Regions from separate parts of the Sus scrofa genome. Here region 2 is linked to region 1. Evidence: chromatin contacts called from public Hi-C data. All regions are on one chromosome and are shown on one strand. Each heading gives the region's core, a stretch centred on a gene start, on an enhancer-like site or on the middle of the called end of the contact. The rest is flanking DNA. Distances are from core to core; before and after follow the strand shown.

Region 1 (4,778 bases), core at 857-3,356:
TCTAGCCAATTAGTTTTTTTTTTTTTACCTTTTTCTTCAGCATTTTTGTATAATCTATTATTTTCTTCCTCTAAATCCAAACCATCTATTATACAGGGGGTCTGACCCTGCTTCTTTGCTGTCTACATTCTATTTCTACAAGCATGTACTCAACTTAACAACCTGCCTTAAGGGTGTTAAATCTAAACCCAAATGGATTTTTTTTCTTGTGATTCAAAGACTATGCTAGAGTCCTCACCCTAGTTCTCCAAAGAAGCCGATGAGCAACCAAAGCTCCCAGAACACCATCCTCATGGATCCTAAGCAGAGCATCCCTGAAATTGCTAGAATGGCTTGCAGAAGCATGAAAGAGCTGATGCAGTTTTGAGTTAGAAGTTCTGTTGAGAAATGCACATGACTGGGCTTGGAAGTGTGTATTTCAGTCCCCTAAAATATGACTTCTTGTTCTTAATATCTATATATGTGCCCTTGGAATTATAAGGAGCCAGAAGAAAGGATAAATTCATCAACTCAAAGCTATCACAACAAATAGAAAAAGCAAAACAACATGATTCTCCTGCCTACTTGTGTTTGGGATGTCGTCTCATCTTCCATTGTGTTCTAGAATGTTGAAGGAGGACCAAAAAAGTTAGGGTCCTCCCTCTGCTATCATTAACTGTGCAGCTTTAAGCATTGATTACGTTGTCTATACAAAGGGAGCCATGTGAGCTTGACAGTTTTTTTCTTTTTCTGAACGGAAAAAAATCATGATAAATGTTCTGTCATTCTACTCCTCTTCACTATTTCAGCTCTTTTTTAATTTTTAAATGTTTGTCTTCAGAGCTCTACTCTTTTACTCTTTCTTGTTCCGAACTCTCTAATACTGCTGTTGCTCCTCCACTTCTTTTTTATTTTTCCAGCACTTTGTTCTTCTCTCCTTTTACTTATCCTGTTAGTCCTCTATAGTTTTTCCTTTTCTAGGATCCTTAAGGTTGTTCTTAGGGTGATGTTAAGGAGTGCATTAAGGAAATGGAAGAGGCCCCCTAGGTTCAAAATTTTATCTTTTCCTAAAAACATGCATAGGTATAGTATAACACAGGAATTTATTATAATCAAGCACCCCTGTCTGACAGAACAGCTTTTTGAAATCTTTTATCTTTTGCTTTCTGAGTGATTTTTTTTTTTATTTTGCTTTCTTATTTTGTTTTATTTTATCTGAACAGAGAACGGACATTCTTTGAAGTCTAATCATGATCACTGCAGATGAATCCAATCTACCAACTTGCCATCATTCTATAGAGTATTAGAAGATTTTTACATTTCGAAGAAGGGGAGACAATGTAAACAAATTTGGTGGGATTCTTGAGAACTAAAATGTGGTGGATTATGTTGATTTAGAACTTAAAATAGATGGGTGAATTTGAGGTCCAAACTATAGGTCTGAATCCAATTCAGTTTGGATGTATGATTACTTTTCAAGTCATCTGAAGTCTAAATAGTAATATTTAGGAGATCTGGCTTTTGCTTTGTCATTTGCCTGGTCATGAAACATTAAAAATTATAACTGTTGCTCTTACCACATATCTATTAGATATCATCAAACATCTAACAGACAATGTTCTAACTGGATGAGAACGGCAACTTCTGACACATTGCAAGTACAATGGCTCTAAATATAGAACGCAGTAAAAGTGTTTATGTTTTATGTCCAAAATTTTCCACTTTATATTCTTTTATGTACACTTTAGCCTATAAACTGACTGATTTGAGTATTCTTTTGAATGTCTTGTAGCTTTTATATATTTCTAATTTTGATTATTATAGGAATTTTTGTTTTTGATAGCCTTGAAAATGACTTAAGTCCTGATGTCCATTTCAGTTTAAAGAAAGCCGGAAGTTACTGTTTGTTCTGGTCAAAGGCCAGTAGAAGTTACAGTTCATATCAGGATGACCTGACATATGCCAGTCAGATTGACCAGATCAGAAAATACATCAGCCTCCAATATAGCCTCCTTGTGAAATTTTTGACCAGATTTACTCTGAACCACCCAAAGTTTCTGGCAGGCAGGGAAATGGGCAGTGATGCAAAAACGGAGACTCTCTGGAGCTTTTAGAAATAGTTCATGGCAAACACAGGACTTTACTCCCTGAGCAAAAGGCCACCTGCTGTTTCTGTGAACTTGTGTGTTATGTTGCTCACATTCAAAATAAACCAAAGCCTCTGTTTGATGAACCCATATGATAGTCAAATTTAGGCTATGGAATGGAGTACTTACATTTAGATTTCATGCATAGTTTGACTCGAATGTTTAAAAAAACAACTAAAAATCAGGAAGAATGTGCCTTCCCCCCCTTCATTGACTTTTAATAGATGTCATTGGAATGTAAAATCTAAGTGTGAAAAATATGAAAGGATATTCTTTAATTCCTGTCAGCTGAATACATATTTAATATGCTTCCAGACTGTTCTAAAATAGTTGAAACTTAGAGGCATATAGTGGCTGAAATGATTTTTTAATAAATATACTTTTAAAAGTTTGTGACCCACTGATAAAATATGCCTTGATATAATATAGACGTATGACTTCTTATTAATTATTAGTGAAATCTCTCATCAAGTGCATTTGAAGACATGCACATTATTTGGCATCAGTGATCAGTTGACAATTATGAAGTTTTAAAGGGCATGAAATATACCAAATGTCATTTGAAGAACATGTGTTCGACTGCATGCTATGGTCTCTCTGTGTGTATTTTTTTAATTTTCATATTGAAAGCATGCAATTCCTTTATATGGAGATCTTAATTTCTAGGTTCATTAAATTTTAAGAAATTTAATACACAATAGTAGTAACATTTAAAAAAACCAAAATGATAGATTGATGCCAGTTGACTAGGGTATTTAGCTGTTGACTAAAGGTTTCGTGGGTATGTAATCCCACCAATCTAGCCAAAAAAAAAAAAAAATCAAGAAAATATTTGAAAGAACTTATAAATCTAATTATAGATTTCTGTCAGAAAGAAAATAGGCACAGGGACACTTTTCGTATATTTTGTCCATAGAATAATAGAAGAGGTTGTGTTAATAAAGTGTTTGTTATTATGCAGTATTTTAATATCTGTACAAGTCTATTCCATTATAAAGCATCTGGCATATTTATTCCTTTATGATTATAATCACCACTATATTTCATTTAAGAGTTCAAAGCTGTGTTAAGTGAATTGTGTTTTTATGTGGAATATATTTGCCATTATGAAGAATAGTTGGTTATATTGTTATTTCAAACAATTAATTAGAATTTATTCTGTCAGTTTAAAATCATAAAATTCAAAAATTTAATTCTATGTATAACATATAAATAGAAATTTCTAATGCACGTCATTCAGTTGTGTTAATTTTTCAATGTGATGTGTCCACAGCATTCTTTATTTTGCATTTCTTTTTTCAATATGTTTACATTGTATGAGTTGAGCTTTTGCACACAAATTCTTGCCTTGTAGCTGCTTGGCAGGATTTTTCATTGTAATGTAACCACCTTTCTTATAAAAAAGTATGATGTGTATTTATTTTGTGTCTTTGTCTTCATTCCACATGTCATATAGTTTGTATTTTTATATGAAGTTATTTACAAGGAAAAGTCTTGAAAAGTTTGTGATCATCCCTTTCATTTTCATTGTTTTCAACAAATAGGTATTTAGTTCTTTTTTCCTGACAATCGTAAACAGGTTCTTAGTGTGACATAAGGCAGATAAGTCCTTAACAGTCAGTCACATATAGTTTACCTTCATATCATATGTCATGGAATAGTTATTTTAGCTATAGCTGTTTTGCTCATTTGATTTTATATCAATTCATTTTTTTTAATTTGAGGCTTAAAATTTCAGTTTGTGTGGGAGTTCCTATCATGGCTCAGCAGTTAACGAACCCGACTTGTAGCAATGAGGACGTGGGTTCGATCCCTGGCCTTGCTCAGTGGGTTAAGGATCTGGCGTTGCTGTGAGCTGTGGTGTAGGTCACAGACACGGCTCGGATCCTGTGTGGCTGTGGCTGTGGCATAGGCTGGCAGCTGCAGCTCCGATTCAACCCCTAGCCTGGGAACCTTCATGTGCCGCAGGTGTGGCCATAAAAATACAAAAAAAAAAATTCAGTTTGTGGAAGTATAATTTGCTTTATAGGAATATTAGGCATTCTTCCAAAGATAGTACTTTGTAATTACAGTAAACAATCTTTGTTGAGAGCTAATAAGCATTTTCAGACACCGTTTACTTTATTCCTTGCCGCATTGCCGTGGAGTAAATATTGAACACAGTTTTACAGGTGAAGGAACTGAAAGGCAGAGAGGTTAATGAACTTGTCCATGGTCACAGAAACAGAAGGATTCAAGGAGTCCACTTCCTCCCACTTTTACACACTATTCTACGGCCTCTCCCTTTTAATTTTTGGTATGTTTCTGTCCAAACCCAGTTGATTTGTGACGACTTGACTTATGTCTCTTGGTATTTTCACCCTTCCATTTCTTCAATTGATGTCATAGTGAAGCAAAATGATTTTTTAAACACACTTGAGCATTAAAATCTGTCTTTTCTTTTAGCCGGAAACATTTGAGCATCTTTTTATCAAGCACACAGAATCAGTGACATTTGGCCCTCTTCTTTTGGAGCCTGAAACCATTTCGGAAGATATCAGTGTTGATACATCATGGAAAAATAAGGATGAGATGGTGCCACCAACTACAGTCTCTCTACTCTTGACAACTCCGGATCTTGAAAAGAGTTCAATTTGTATTAGTGACCAACGC
Region 2 (4,778 bases), core at 1,065-3,564, 130 kb before region 1:
CAGTCATTAAAAACAAAAGGAATAAAATCAGTTCACCAATGGCATGCCAGCGCGAGGTAGTAAAATGAGTCAACTCAGACCAGATGCTGTAATTCACAAACAGAGCTGTCTTCTGGGAGAAGGTGCAGTGGCCAAAGAAATCAACACGCAGTCATGCTGTCTGCCCTTGCCTCTTCCATTTTCGCCCTGTTCCGCTAGCTTTATTCCTCTGGGTTATTTAGCTGTGGCTCGCAGCCACAGCAACGCCAGATCCAAGCCACATCCACTTGCAGCAAGGCTGGATCCTCAACTCACGGAGCAGGGCCAGGGATTGAACCTGCAACCTCATGAATATTTGCTGTGTTCTTTTTTTTTTTTTTTTGTCTTTTTGCTATTTCTTGGGCCGCTCCCGCGGCATATGGAGGTTCCCAGGCTAGGGGTCGAATCGGAGCTGTAGCCACCAGCCTACGCCAGAGCCACAGCAACGCGAGATCCGAGCCGCGTCTGCAACCTACACCACAGCTTGCGGCAACGCCGGATCGTTAACCCACTGAGCAAGGGCAGGGACCGAACCCGCAACCTCATGGTTCCTAGTCGGATTCGTTAACCACTGCGCCACGACGGGAACTCCTATTTGCTGTGTTCTTAACCTGCTGAGCCACGACAGGACCTCTGGAGTAATATATATATTTAGCTGTTATCGATGCCAATGACACCTGCTTAACAACATGAAGGTACTTGCTAACCTGGCATTATAAATAGTCCTTTGCTTTGAGGGACCTCTGGAAAGGGAGTGTCCTTGAGCTGGTGGGAAGTGGGGAAGATGGTGACAGTGTCTCCATGGACTCTCACCTCCATGCTGCAGCTTATAGCCTGGATCCCACGGCTGGCTGGTCAGCACAAGTTGCAGATGGGTAAAAGCACATTTGTTCATATTCAGAATCTACACTTTAAAAGGGACCTCAGAGAACACCTAATTCAAAACTCACCTAACGCCCCTGCAGTAGTCCCCTAAAGTGCACATATAAATTGACTAAGTGCCATTCCCCTTCCTAACATCAAGGTTCAATCCATTTTCCTTTCACTTAAGAGCAGTATTAATACTATCTCTTAAGCACGTCGATGTACGAGAGCTGTACCAAGGAGCTCACATGCATTGCTGCTAGTGCTCCCAACAACAGTGGCCTGAGGGGATTATTATGCATATTTTACAGATGGGGAACATGGTGCAAGGTCACACAGCTAGGAGGGGTGGATCCAATCTGGCTAAATCCAACACTTAGGCTGCTTCCTCAACACCATGCATAATGCTTGTTTCATATTTGCATATTTTAAAGCATCTCTTAAACAGGTCTCAGGGTACCCGTTCATGCTTTCTAGTGCTCTCAGGATGAACTGTGACCATACCCTATTTTAAAAAACAAAAAACAAAACAAAAAAAACAGCTGCACTTGGCAGTATATGGAATTTCCTGGTGTAGGGGTCAAATAGGAGCCACGTCTGCAAACTACGCTGTAGCCACAGCCACTTTGCTGGATCCTTAACCCCACTGAGTGAGGTCAGGGATTGAATCGGCATCCTCACGAACACTATGTCGGGTTCTTAACTCACTGAGCCACAGTGGGAACTCCCTGTGACTGTATCTTTATAAAAAGTATATATAGATCAAACTAAAAATTTTAGTCCCCAGAAAAAGGCATACAATATTCCAAAGGAGATGTGAGCAAGGCAAAAAGACTTCCTTGAGTCTTTTAGCAATAAAACTTATTCTTATGCAATAGCAGTAGCATATTCGTTAAGATACAGATTTTTTTGGTAGGTTTAACTTCTGGTTTCAATGCTGATGAGCTGGACTCTGGGCTTTTGATTTCCCAGATTATTATTTTTCTTACTTGTAACGTGGGGATTATGATAATGCTGCTGCTGTTGCCAATGTCCACGCTTTAGAATTGTTGTGAGAACTGACATGATACATGTGAAGAACTTAGTATGATGTTACCACTATGTTCAATAAATGGTAAGTATAGGTGTTATTATTTCTTTATTTGTAGTAGACCAAAATCCTTGTGACTTCTGTCAAATCAGACTTCCTCTGTACCATGTTTATAAGTTTGAATGTTAGACATACATATGTACGAAAGGTTTAAAAATCCTTATTAAATTTCATCTAGCCAATATACTCCACCTTGACTGTTATTTGTCATTTGATATATTGTAATGCTTCCCAGTTTTGTGTCACCTGAACACTGGCAAACATCTTTTCAGGATTTCATCCACATTGTTGCTAAAAGTGTCACCTGAACATTGGCAAGCATGTTTTCGATAGTTCATCCAAATTATTGCACAATGCAATCTACGTTTGTTCCCAGTTAACTTAGACGGTTCTCTCTTTGTTCCCATTTAGTTAATAACACTCAGGATCCCGCGCCTGTTCAGCAGTTACATGTGAAATTTTCCCTGTGCTTTTCTGTCTATATCATACACTTGTTATATCCCTTCGTGATCCCTTGAGTTTTAAGCTGCTTCTGACCTATACATAGCAGAATTTATTAATTAAATTCTAGAATGGAAACCAGGACACCTGGGGCTTATCGCTAGCCTTTCCATCCGTGTCCTTCAAGCTCTCTGCAGCCCCATGTGTATACTTTTAACATTGTGCAAATATTTGTCCTTTCCCTTCTTTCAGTACTATGGTGGAGATGAAATTTAAAAAAAAAATGATAAGAGAACATTGTGTTCTTCAGAAAAATGACAGCATATCATTTACGGAGAAATTCTTCATCTAGTCACTATCAAATCAGGTGAACAACTAAACTGATAAACCCCTGAGCAGCGATGCAGATGACACCTAGCCTGTGTTCGATCACCTGCTTCATAGACCTATACTCACAGCCTCAATGTACACATAACGTCTAACAAGCTTGGTTCTTTCATTTCCTAGTCCACAACTCAGTACAGGAGGCAGGTAAATGAAAAGTAGTGAGGTAGGTGAATTGAAAGCACCAAAAGTAGGCAAATTGAAAGTAGAAAGAAACAAGTAATCAATTTAAAAGAAAAAAGAGAGAAAAAATTTGTATAAATTAGAACCCCCAGAAGTAAAAAAGTCTGGGAGGTCCTATTGCGGCTTAGTGGTTAACAAATCTGACTAGGAACCATGAGGTTGCAGGTTCGATCCCTGGCCTTACTCAGTGGGTTAAGGATCTGGCATTGCCATGAGCCGTGGTGTAGGTCACAGACACGGCTCAGATCCCGAGTTGCTGTGGCCGTGGCCGTGGCCGCCAGCTGTAGCACTGATTAGGCCCCTAGCCTGGGAACATGCATATGCCGCAGGTGAGACCCTAGGGAAGCCAAAAAAAAAAGTCTGACGCCATTAAGTAAAGGGGACAAGGAGCTTTGAACAGCTAACTAGGTTCCAAGGGCATCACAAGATTATAATCTAATACTATAAGTGATGTTCAAAATGATCACTAATTCTTGTGTTGGGTCTCTGTATTTTCATGTATTCAGCTTTCATTCTTTCCTCTTTTGGAAGCATCACTCTGGTTTCCCTTTGGAAAACTACTCTTCCCAAGCTGTACTCAGTTCCAGTGGAATCGTCCTATAAGACGGCTTCTCCTCTCCAGGTAAGGCTGAACATATCATCCAGGCCAAGCCAGTCTAGCTGCTTTCTTGCAGGAATTAGGATGTTGAGCAAGGTGACTCAAAGATAGTGCGGCTGCTTTATTCTGGCAGTGGTACCCTGAGTAGAAGCTCCATTCTTCCCCTCCACATAGATCACAGCTTCCTTGGAGTTGCATGGTCCCTGATCTCTTCAAGGTTGGTTGTCCAGCTTTACTTTAACCTAGGGTACTACTCTAAAACATCCTCCCAAAATACTTTGCTTGCTTAAGTTAGCCTAAAGGTTTTTTTTTTGCCTTTTCTAGGGCCGCTCTTGTGGCATATGGAGGTTCCCAGTCTAGGGGTCCAATCGGAGCCGTAGCCGTCGGCCTCCGCCAGAGCCACAGCAACGGGGGATCTGAGCTGCATCTTCAACCTACACCACAGCTCACGGCAATGCCAGATCCCCAACCCACTGAGCAAGGCCAGGGATCGAACCTGCAACCTCATGGTTCCTAGTCGGATTCGTTAACCGCTGCGCCATGACGGGAACTCCCTAAATGGACATTTTTTAGTTGTGGTCAAAATACTTTGAGCATTCAGCAAATATCTGCATCTTTTTTTGTGTGATGTGTTGTACCAAGTTCTGGGAGGAAGCAGTCCCAGTGCTTGTGGAATCTTCTGGTCCAGTAGCCCATATATGTGGTCTAATAGCCCACGTGTGGAATGAAAAGAAGAGTTGCCTTTGCTAACAGTTAGCCCTTTAACCTTGTCTTTGACCGTGAATTTCTCCTGCCTAGGAAATCCAGTATCCGACTGCTAACCATATCCTTTCCTCATCCTTATCTATACCCCATTCTTTTTTCTAGGTCCAGATCAAACAGCTTATTCACCATTAAGCATCTTACAGTGACAATAGTGATGGTAACTAAACCTCTATTAGGAGGATGCCAATTTCTTCACTGGGATTACATCATTTATATGTCACAATGCACTATGAGGTATTTATATATGACTGTAGTAAGCTAATCATGGGAAATTCAGGAAGATTTTTAAAAATGTATAATTTACTTTAAAATACTAAATTCAATATGCTCAGAATTATTGAGCTCTTTTTGCCTATAGAATCTAAAGTATAAGGTAGGAAGGAAATAGTCTTACATCTATATATCAGAAGTGTCCGTAAAAAAATAGAGATGCCT

The links. A called contact is a pair of places that touch in the nucleus more often than the background predicts.
Region 2: a contact with region 1 is called in a Hi-C map of liver, with 2.4 times the contacts expected there. The contact joins two enhancer-like sites. A contact is called at or near these places in 1 of 5 promoter capture datasets (liver) and 4 of 47 Hi-C or Micro-C datasets (all in liver).

Annotation. Positions count from the first base shown.
Region 1 is chr6:146,804,394-146,809,171 of Sscrofa11.1, reverse strand. LEPR (leptin receptor) reads left to right here. Exons shown (of 18, transcript NM_001024587.1): 18 at 4,572-4,778. Among named protein-coding and RNA genes, the nearest start is that of LEPR, 60 kb to the left of the region's middle. Within about 2 kb of position 2,106, at least 2 of the 83 cell types and tissues checked have an H3K27ac peak or open chromatin away from gene starts, as enhancers often do. A contact at or near this core is called in liver, where this site is marked.
Region 2 is chr6:146,938,952-146,943,729 of Sscrofa11.1, reverse strand. No RefSeq gene overlaps it. Among named protein-coding and RNA genes, the nearest start is that of LEPROT, 46 kb to the left of the region's middle. Within about 2 kb of position 2,314, at least 2 of the 83 cell types and tissues checked have an H3K27ac peak or open chromatin away from gene starts, as enhancers often do. A contact at or near this core is called in liver, where this site is marked.